Linked DNA regions of Mus musculus: regions 1 and 3 are each linked to region 2. The links are chromatin contacts, called in public promoter capture Hi-C maps. All regions are on one chromosome and are shown on one strand. Each heading gives the region's core, a stretch centred on a gene start, on an enhancer-like site or on the middle of the called end of the contact. The rest is flanking DNA. Distances are from core to core; before and after follow the strand shown. Region 1 holds the start of Lta (lymphotoxin A). Region 2 holds the start of Psors1c2 (psoriasis susceptibility 1 candidate 2 (human)). Region 3 holds the start of 2310061I04Rik (RIKEN cDNA 2310061I04 gene).

Region 1 (3,100 bases), core at 36-2,535, 330 kb after region 2:
GGCTCACACATGCCTGCAAGCAGCTACCTGAGCTGTGTCCCAGGCCTTCCAATAGAGAAGCACTGCTCAGATGTCCTTTGTTGGGCAGTGGTAGCACACACCTTTAATCCCAGCACTTGGGAGGCAGAGGCAGACGGATTTCTGAGTTTGGGGCCAGCCTGGTCTACAAAGTGAGTTCCAGGACAGCCAGGGCTATACAGAGAAACCCTGTCTCGAAAAACAAACAAACAAACAAACAAAAAACTGCCTTCACCTGTGTAGAATTCTGAAGCTCCCTCTGTACAGAGCATTGGAAGCCTGGGGTGTACATTTGGGGTTACATGATCTTGGGGTTCTAAGAGAATACCCCCAAATCATCTTCCAGACCTGGAACATTCTAGGACAGGGTTCTCAACCTTCCTAACTCCATGACCCTTTAATACAGTTCCTCATGTTGTGGTGACCCCAACCATACAATTATTTTCGTTGCTATTTCATAACTGTAATTTCGCTGCTATTATGAATCATAATGTAAATATTTGTTTTAAATAGAGGTTTGCCAAAGGGACCTTGCCCACAGGTTGAGAACTGCCGCTCCAGAGAGTAAGGGGACACAGTTAAGATTGTTACACACCAGGATGCCCCAGATTTGGGGAGAGGGCACTGTAATGGAACTTCTTGACATGAAACTGGCAGATGAAACTGGCAGAAAAAAAAAAAAAAGCTGGGCAGTGGTGGCACACACCTTTAATCCCAGCACTTGGGAGGCAGAGGCAGGCGGATTTCTGAGTTCTAGGCCAGCCTGGTCTACAGAGTGAGTTTCAGGACAGCCAGGGCTACACAGAGAAACCCTGTCTCGAAAAAAGCAAAAAAAAAAAAAAAAAAAAAAAAAAACTGGCAGATGACCAGAAAATACAGATATATTGGAATAACTGTGACTTGAACCCCCAAAGACAAGAGAGGAAATAGGCCTGAAGGGGCGGCAGGCATGTCAAGCATCCAGAGCCCTGGGTTCGAACCTGAAAAAACAAAGGTGCCGCTAACCACATGTGGCTTCGGAGCCCTCCAGACATGACCATGATCGACAGAGAGGGAAATGTGCAGAGAAGCCTGTGAGCAGTCAAGGGTGCAGAAGTGATATAAACCATCACTCTTCAGGGAACCAGGCTTCCAGTCACAGCCCAGCTGCACCCTCTCCACGAATTGCTCGGCCGTTCACTGGAACTCCTGGGCCTGACCCAGCTCCCTGCTAGTCCCTGCGGCCCACAGTTCCCCGGACCCGACTCCCTTTCCCAGAACGCAGTAGTCTAAGCCCTTAGCCTGCGGTTCTCTCCTAGGCCCCAGCCTTTCCTGCCTTCGACTGAAACAGCAGCATCTTCTAAGCCCTGGGGGCTTCCCCAAGCCCCAGCCCCGACCTAGAACCCGCCCGCTGCCTGCCACACTGCCGCTTCCTCTATAAAGGGACCCGAGCGCCAGCGCCCAGGACCCCGCACAGCAGGTGAGCCTCTCCTACCCTGTCTCCTTGGGCTTACCCTGGTATCAGGCATCCCTCAGGATCCTACCTCCTTTCTTGAGCCACAGCCTTTTCTATACAACCTGCCTGGATCCCCAGCCTTAATGGGTCTGGTCCTCCTGTCGTGGCTTTGATTTTTGGTCTGTTCCTGTGGCGGCCTTATCAGTCTCTCTCTCTCTCTCTCTCTCTCTCTCTCTCTCTCTCTCTCTCTCTCTCTCTCTCTCTCCCTCTCTCTCTCTCTCTCTCTCTCTCTTTCTCTCTCTCTGCCTCTGTTAGCCATTGTCTGATTCTATGGTGGAGCTTTCCTCTTCCCCTCTGTCTCTCCTTATCCCTGCTCACTTCAGGGTTCCCCTGCCTGTCCCCTTTTCTGTCTGTCGCCCTGTCTCTCAGGGTGGCTGTCTCAGCTGGGAGGTAAGGTCTGTCTTCCGCTGTGTGCCCCGCCTCCGCTACACACACACACTCTCTCTCTCTCTCTCAGCAGGTTCTCCACATGACACTGCTCGGCCGTCTCCACCTCTTGAGGGTGCTTGGCACCCCTCCTGTCTTCCTCCTGGGGCTGCTGCTGGCCCTGCCTCTAGGGGCCCAGGTGAGGCAGCAAGAGATTGGGGGTGCTGGGGTGGCCTAGCTAACTCAGAGTCCTAGAGTCCTCTCCACTCTCTTCTGTCCCAGGGACTCTCTGGTGTCCGCTTCTCCGCTGCCAGGACAGCCCATCCACTCCCTCAGAAGCACTTGACCCATGGCATCCTGAAACCTGCTGCTCACCTTGTTGGTAAACTTCTGCCTCCAGAGGAGAGGTCCAGTCCCTGCCTTTTGTCCTACTTGCCCAGGGGCTCAGGCGATCTTCCCATCTCCCCACACCAACTTTTCTTACCCCTAAGGGCAGGCACCCCACTCCCATCTCCCTACCAACCATCCCACTTGTCCAGTGCCTGCTCCCTCAGGGATGGGGACCTCTGATCTTGATAGCCCCCCAATGTCTTGTGCCTCTTCCCAGGGTACCCCAGCAAGCAGAACTCACTGCTCTGGAGAGCAAGCACGGATCGTGCCTTTCTCCGACATGGCTTCTCTTTGAGCAACAACTCCCTCCTGATCCCCACCAGTGGCCTCTACTTTGTCTACTCCCAGGTGGTTTTCTCTGGAGAAAGCTGCTCCCCCAGGGCCATTCCCACTCCCATCTACCTGGCACACGAGGTCCAGCTCTTTTCCTCCCAATACCCCTTCCATGTGCCTCTCCTCAGTGCGCAGAAGTCTGTGTATCCGGGACTTCAAGGACCGTGGGTGCGCTCAATGTACCAGGGGGCTGTGTTCCTGCTCAGTAAGGGAGACCAGCTGTCCACCCACACCGACGGCATCTCCCATCTACACTTCAGCCCCAGCAGTGTATTCTTTGGAGCCTTTGCACTGTAGATTCTAAAGAAACCCAAGAATTGGATTCCAGGCCTCCATCCTGACCGTTGTTTCAAGGGTCACATCCCCACAGTCTCCAGCCTTCCCCACTAAAATAACCTGGAGCTCTCACGGGAGTCTGAGACACTTCAGGGGACTACATCTTCCCCAGGGCCACTCCAGATGCTCAGGGGACGACTCAAGCCTACCTAGAAGTTCCTG
Region 2 (2,974 bases), core at 86-2,585:
CCTAGAAGTCCAGGTCTAGACAAGCAAGAACAGGCTGAGTGAGGTAGGAGTGTGCTTTCTGCTGATCAAGAGAAGCGAAGGGACAACATAATGACTGAACAGGGACCACAAAGTGGAGGGAGGGGGGGTTGCAGAGCATAGACACTTCCAACATAGAACACAATTCAAACAGAGACTGAGGAAGGGAACTAAGGGATTAGGGAAAATTGAGATTCTAAGCGGGCAGCCAATGAAAAAGGTGGGCTTTGGTGTGCTCTGTGGAGGCTCACGTTCCCTAGGGTCCCCTATCTATACTCTTCCTGGGGTGGGTCAAGGTCTGGCTCCTCCTGAGATTCATGGTCCATCTCAGGGGCAGGAGGCCAGGGGTTTTCTGGGGGCTGGGTTCCTGCTGGCCAGGGGTCATCAGGCAGAGGAGGTTTAGGGGGATCAGTGCTTGGGGGCTTTGGGGGCCAGGCACCACTGTCAGGAAGATCTCTCCAGGGACGGTTGGAGCCTGGAGGCGGAGGTTCATCAAACAAAGGAGGCGCCCCAGGCCAGGGATCACCAGGGATTGGGGGTCCCAGAGGCAATGGTGGGGAGTCCTCCTCTTCGTGGGTGTCTGTAGATCCGGGAGAAGGGTCGCCATTGCCTGAAATGCCTGTAGAGGAGGAAGGAGAATAAGAGATACAGTCGCAGAACACTTCCCACCCAGCTTCATACCCAAAGGTTGAGCCTCACTTAGACTAGCACAGCCTGAGCCCCAAAACAGATCTCAGAGTGACCCCCAAAGTGCTCTCCATACATTTCCCAAACACTGAGGCCATCTTCACACGGTGTGAAAGCCCTAGGCTCATCCGGACCACTGACACGATCATACTTCCAAATGGTTCTCTGTTCAACCTTGGTTGGGATACTCCACTGGAACCTCCCCCAGGGTGGTCTGCACTGGAAGTGGTCTTGGCCCCACCTGTCACTCAGGCGCCATCTCTGTAATAACCAGCCCTCAGTCCCAGTGACTCCCTAGGCCTGGTGACTCCACACAACTCTATCGCATCCCTCCACCTGACCCAGCAACATATTCAGAATCAAGGTGCCCCTGCCTGCAATCCCCTGAGCTTCCCCACTAAGGACACTCCAAGAATCCCTTCTGCTCTGCGTTCCTCTTACTCCTTTCCTCCTGGGGGCGTCCCCTCCCTAAGGGTGGGTCATTTCGACCATCTCCATCACCCCAGCTGTGCTCCTGGCCTATTCTGACGACTCACCTCCTGCACACAGGCAAAGGACCAGCAGGCCTAGCAGCTTCCAGGTGAGCATCATGGCTGTCTACTGGCCCCCAAGGCGGGGTGCTCCGAGTCTAGGTGCTTGAGAACCTAAGAGGCTTTATAGCAGAGGAGGTAGAGGGGGTGGCCAGTCTGTGGGGAGGGGCCAGCTCAGCACCCTAAGGAATCCCTACCAGAGCCTAACTGGTCAAACCCGTTTACAAAGAACCTGCCAGTAAGCATCCCTCTTTTCTGTCCCCCAGTCCCGGGGGCCGGGGGCAGCCGGGTCTATCAGTGACCCAGACCCCAGGAGGCTCCACCCTTGTTTTCACACCTCCTCCATCCACACCCGGCAGGAATCAGGACCCACCTGTCATCTTTATAATCACAAGGAAGGCTACCTTTCATCCGTGATAGTTATTGGAAGCCACAAAATGGGGGCAAACCTCGCGTGGGGAAGCTTGGTAATTAGAGGCAGAGGCGGGACGCCTGGGTCAGAAAGCACCCTCTAGACTGGCATCTCAGCCTCGGAGCTCCGTCCCCCCACTCCCCTCTGGACCATGCTCTCTGGCATGTCACCTCAGTCAGTCACTGGGAACTTCCCAGGCAGTGACATCTAAGGAATTCCAGGGGGAGCCACCTGGGTGACGCGGGAAGCCAGGATATCCTGGTTCCTGACCCCATGCAGAGGTGACTGCATCAACACCAAAGACTCAGGAAGAGCTCCCCTCCCCCACCCCTGCCCTTGTAACCCTAGAAATCTTCCTTCTTCAGGATGGCCCTGAGCATCAGGGTCCTTAAGACACACCCACCACCACCACCACCACCACCAAGAGAGATTGCTTCAGAAGGCTTGAGAGTGTCTGGACTACAGCTCCAATCCCCACACATCTGTCCCCACCTGGTCGGTTTGGGATTCTACTTATGGCTGATCAGGGAAACTTGGTTTCCACTTGATAGCCCTGGCCCCAGAGCATCCATCTTGATCCTGGACCATCTCCCTCAGGCTCCCAAGGTTTTAACCCATTGTTACTCTTCCTCCCTCCTCTCACACACAGATTTTTTTTCTTCTTTCCTTTCTTTCTGGTCTACAGAGTGAGGTCCAGGACAGCCAGGGCTACACAGAGAAACCCTGTCTTAAAAACCAAAAAAAAAAAAAAAAAAAAAAAAAGAAAAGAAAAGAAAAAGAAAATGTGAGTGTTTTACATACAAGTGATGCACAGGGAGGTCAGAAGGCATTGAATCCACCAGAACTGGAGTTATAAACAGTTGTTCGACTCCATGTGGTTGTTAAGATTTTAATCTAGATCCTCCGGAAGAGCAGCCAGTGCTTAGGACCACTTAGCCATCTCTCCAGTCCATCCCAAAGCCCTTCTGGAACTGTGCCCTGCCCCTGCCAGGAACCCCCTGCCGTCCATCACAGTCTGGAACTGTGCCCTGCCCCTGCCAGGAACCCCCTGCCGTCCATCACAGTCTGGAACTGTGCCCTGCCCCTGCCAGGAACCCCCTGCCGTCCATCACAGTGGCCCTGGCCTAGGACAGCATCTGCTGAGATTCCTTGAATGTTGACTGTTTAGTATCTTGCTCCAGGCATTCATCAACACCCAAAGAAAGTGAGGACAAAGGAAACTTGGTCTGGGTAGCAGTGGCACAGGCTTCTAACCCCAGCACTGGGTGTGTGTGTGTGTGTGTGTGTGTGTGTGTGTGTGTGTGTGTGTTTGAGTATATGTATGTGT
Region 3 (3,192 bases), core at 40-2,539, 360 kb before region 2:
AGTGCAGGATGGTACAGGAAATCTTGAAGTATAAAATAAGCCCTCCCCTACCTTTGCTAGAAGTCTTAGACAAGAATCCTTTAGGGAGGTAGCTGCCCATCGTCTTTGTTCCCACGCTATCCCTCCTTTCTCCTCTGACCCCTCCATGCCACCTTTTCATCCTGAGCCTCTTCCCCTTCATCTCCCGTTTCTTCTACAGGGGGACTCCCTGGGGGCTGGTAGCCCAAAGCTGCCACTACAGCCGCCATGGGGGATTCAATACCTCATTCCTGGGTACAGGTAAGTAGCCACTTTTTCTTATTCTCCAACCAAATAGGTCACACACACATACGACTACAGTCTCCCTAGATGCCTGGTATTTCCACAGGCAACCAAGAACGGAAGCAGGGGGAACAGGAAGCGGAGGATAGGTGAGGTCTACACCTCCCCCTTAACAGCTGCCAGCACCTTCTGACACTGCCTAACACTACTCCTCCTGCTTCCTCCTAAGTCTGTGTGAACTGGATACCAGTTTCCCCCACACATCTTTCTACCTAACGTCGTATAAGCCTTCTTCCTTGTGGCTTGAATTCTGGTGTTTTTCCCCTCTGTCGTGCTCTGAGTACTTAAGTTTGGACACCGTGGTAACTGTCCCAGCCTTAAAACCCAACAGGTGTCTGTACATTACCCTGCACCCACAACCTTGAAGAATTGTCTCAGCGTAATTCCCCGTTAGCAGCTCTAACACACGCTTCATCTCCCTGCCCACCAGGTCGGCCAGTGAGGATCGGGTCTTGTTACTGGATGGGTCTGGGGAGGAGCCTACACAGACAGGTGCTCCAAGGGCCCAGGCGCCACCCCCCCAGTCCTGGACGGTGGGTGGGGACATAATGAACGCCAGGGTCATTCGAAACCTGCAGGAACGCCGCAGCACCAGGCCTTGGTAACCATGGCCAAAGCTTAGTCCTCAGTATGGATGCATTCATTCACTCATTCATTCAACAGGCCTGTCAGCCTCAGATCCTTTGTATCGTTATTTTTAACCAGAGCAATAAAAGTATTTATTTGTTATCACTATAGCTACCGACAAAAAGTGACTTGTCATTATTCAAATTCACATGCCCCTCAGTCTCTCTCCTGAAACTATATTCAGTCCTACCTCCCCTCATTTTGCTAGGCCTGACAAGAGGCTGCGCAGGCGCCCTGGGAGCGCCCCGGCCCGCTGTGCGCAAGCGCACTCCCGCGTAGCGGCGCCTGGGCTGCTGCGGGCCCGCTGTGCGCAGGCGCACGGTCTCTCCGTTTTCCTCCCTTAGCCCCGGCCCCCCCCTCCCTCCTTTCCCCTTCACGAAGCCGGCTCCGGGGCGCGCTGCCCGGCGAGGAGACGGAGACGGGACGCGGGAGGCGCCCGTTCACTCCCGGAACACCATGTACCGTCCGAGCCCGGGGGCCGCCCGGCGCCTCGGGCCCTGCCTCCGCGCCTACCAGGCGCGACCCCAGGTGAGGAGGGGCGGGCGGAGACCCTCCTCAGAGCCGGCCGAGGGGCGGGGCGCCGGGCCGCGCAGGCGCAGAGGCCCCCGCCGCCCCTGACCACCCGTGTGCTGCACGTGTGAGGGGCGCGGGGCCCGCTAGGGCCGGCGTTCCCGGTGAGGTCCGGGGAGCGGCTATCCCGGGTGGCCCCGGTCCCCGCCGTTCTTACCTGTGCCTGGAGGTGACTTGAAGGGCAGGGCAGAGAGGCCGGAACTGCGGGCCTGTGGTGCACCTGCAGAACGGTCCTGCCCGAAAGGCTGGCCGCTGCACCGGGTCGGGCTCCGGGGGACGGCGGGAGCACGGCCACGCCCCCGGCGACGGGGAAGGCTCCCAGAGGGCTCGGCCAGGCCCCATGGACCCCCTGCCCCTGGGGTTCCTGGGCGCCAAGGGACTTGGAATCAGGCTTGACCTCGGGTGACCTGCCATCCTTGCAGTAGCAGCGTTAGTGACCGAGTTCACCCTTCAGCAATCGGCCCGATTGTCATTTAATGGTGCAGAAAATGATAATATAGAATATATATGTAATATATAATGATAATAGCTTCCGTTTATGTACTACTTTATGGGTGACGAAGTTTATACATTCATCATCCTGTTATATAGGCCTCTCCTCTATTTACTGGAAACTGAGGTGCAGGCAGAGTGCCCAGAGGTTCCAACAGAGTCAACTCAGAACTATTCACACCTTCACTTGGATGTTCTTTGCCCTGCACAGCTCTATTTCAGAATCCTGATACATGTTATATATAGATCGCATCATTTCTCCCATGGAGCAGTAAACCAGGATAATGATGGAATCATAGGTGTTCTTTCTAAAGTTGGGGACGGTGGCCCTGGTGCTGTTGTCCTCCTGCGCTCTTTCCTCATGTCTCCCTTTCCTCTGGTAAACTCTCTTCTGCAGGTAGGACTTGAAGCTTCTGATCAGCCCAGCTGGGGTGGAGGAGCATGAGCTGATTTCTTGTTCCTTTGTTTGGTTTTGTTTTTTAAAACTAGGTCTGTGTAGCCCTGGCTGGCCTGGAATCCATGGTAGCCCCTACACCACCATGCTTAGATGTCTGATTTTTTTCTTTTTGTTCTCTTTTCCCTAGGACCAGCTCTCTCCTCGACCTCTACCATTCCCCCCGCTCTGGCCCCACTCCACTCCACCGACTTCTCCATCTTTTCCTCCTCACCGGTCACTACCACCCTCACATCCTCCTACCCACCATCTTCCCCAGGCTCCTCCACCACCTCTCTCTCAGGCCCAGGCTCTCAACTCATTGAGTATGGTTCTTCCTCCGAGAAAGAGGGAGAAGGGACCAGGACCGGAACTACACAGTGGTTGCCTGGATGGGCTTAGGAGCCTTTTTGAGGGACCGCCTTGCCCCTATCCTGGGGCTGTGATACCTTTCCAAGCCCCTGGACCTTCCCACTCTTCCCCCACCACTCCATCAGGAGATGAGAGTATGGAGGAACACCTGGCTGTCATGCATGAGAGACTAAGACAAGAGGTAAGCAGCCCATCTGTAGCAGGGAAATATGGAGACTAGTCAGTTAACTTGTCCTCGTTACTGTGCTGTGAAATGCCTTCTTGGGGAAAGGGTGTCCCTGTTTGAATTAAGGACCATTAAATTGAAAGTGCCGTTTCACTTGGGGCGGGGGTGGGGGAGGGTGAGTGGAAGTTAGAAGACCCTAAAGATAGATTAC

The links. Capture Hi-C pulls out chosen DNA fragments and counts their contacts.
Region 1: a promoter capture Hi-C map of liver shows a contact between it and region 2. The contact joins the promoter of Lta here to the promoter of Psors1c2 in region 2. A contact is called at or near these places in 1 of 39 promoter capture datasets (liver), 2 of 115 datasets of contacts at active chromatin or transcription factors (memory CD8 T cells and pancreatic cancer cells) and 1 of 9 other capture datasets (liver).
Region 3: a contact with region 2 is called in a promoter capture Hi-C map of pancreatic islet. The contact joins the promoter of 2310061I04Rik here to the promoter of Psors1c2 in region 2. A contact is called at or near these places in 2 of 39 promoter capture datasets (the SN4741 cell line and cranial neural crest), 1 of 484 Hi-C or Micro-C datasets (CD4 T cells), 1 of 115 datasets of contacts at active chromatin or transcription factors (embryonic stem cells) and 1 of 9 other capture datasets (pancreatic islet).

What each region holds. Positions count from the first base shown.
Region 1 is chr17:35,203,536-35,206,635 of GRCm38.p6, reverse strand. Lta (lymphotoxin A) reads left to right here and starts at 1,285. Exons shown (of 4, transcript NM_010735.2): 1 at 1,285-1,477; 2 at 1,974-2,078; 3 at 2,162-2,261; 4 at 2,487-3,100. The coding sequence starts at 1,983. The coding sequence ends at 2,899. Mir6974 (microRNA 6974) reads left to right here and starts at 2,079; the gene lies at 2,079-2,161.
Region 2 is chr17:35,531,562-35,534,535 of GRCm38.p6, reverse strand. It overlaps Psors1c2 (psoriasis susceptibility 1 candidate 2 (human)), which reads right to left and starts at 1,335. Exons shown (of 2, transcript NM_020576.2): 1 at 1,242-1,335; 2 at 1-637. The coding sequence starts at 1,296. The coding sequence ends at 285.
Region 3 is chr17:35,895,475-35,898,666 of GRCm38.p6, reverse strand. It overlaps 2310061I04Rik (RIKEN cDNA 2310061I04 gene), which reads left to right and starts at 1,289. Exons shown (of 6, transcript NM_001033630.1): 1 at 1,289-1,476; 2 at 2,595-2,996. The coding sequence starts at 1,405. It overlaps Atat1 (alpha tubulin acetyltransferase 1), which reads left to right. Exons shown (of 13, transcript NM_001142744.1): 11 at 200-279; 12 at 368-410; 13 at 752-1,072. The coding sequence ends at 926.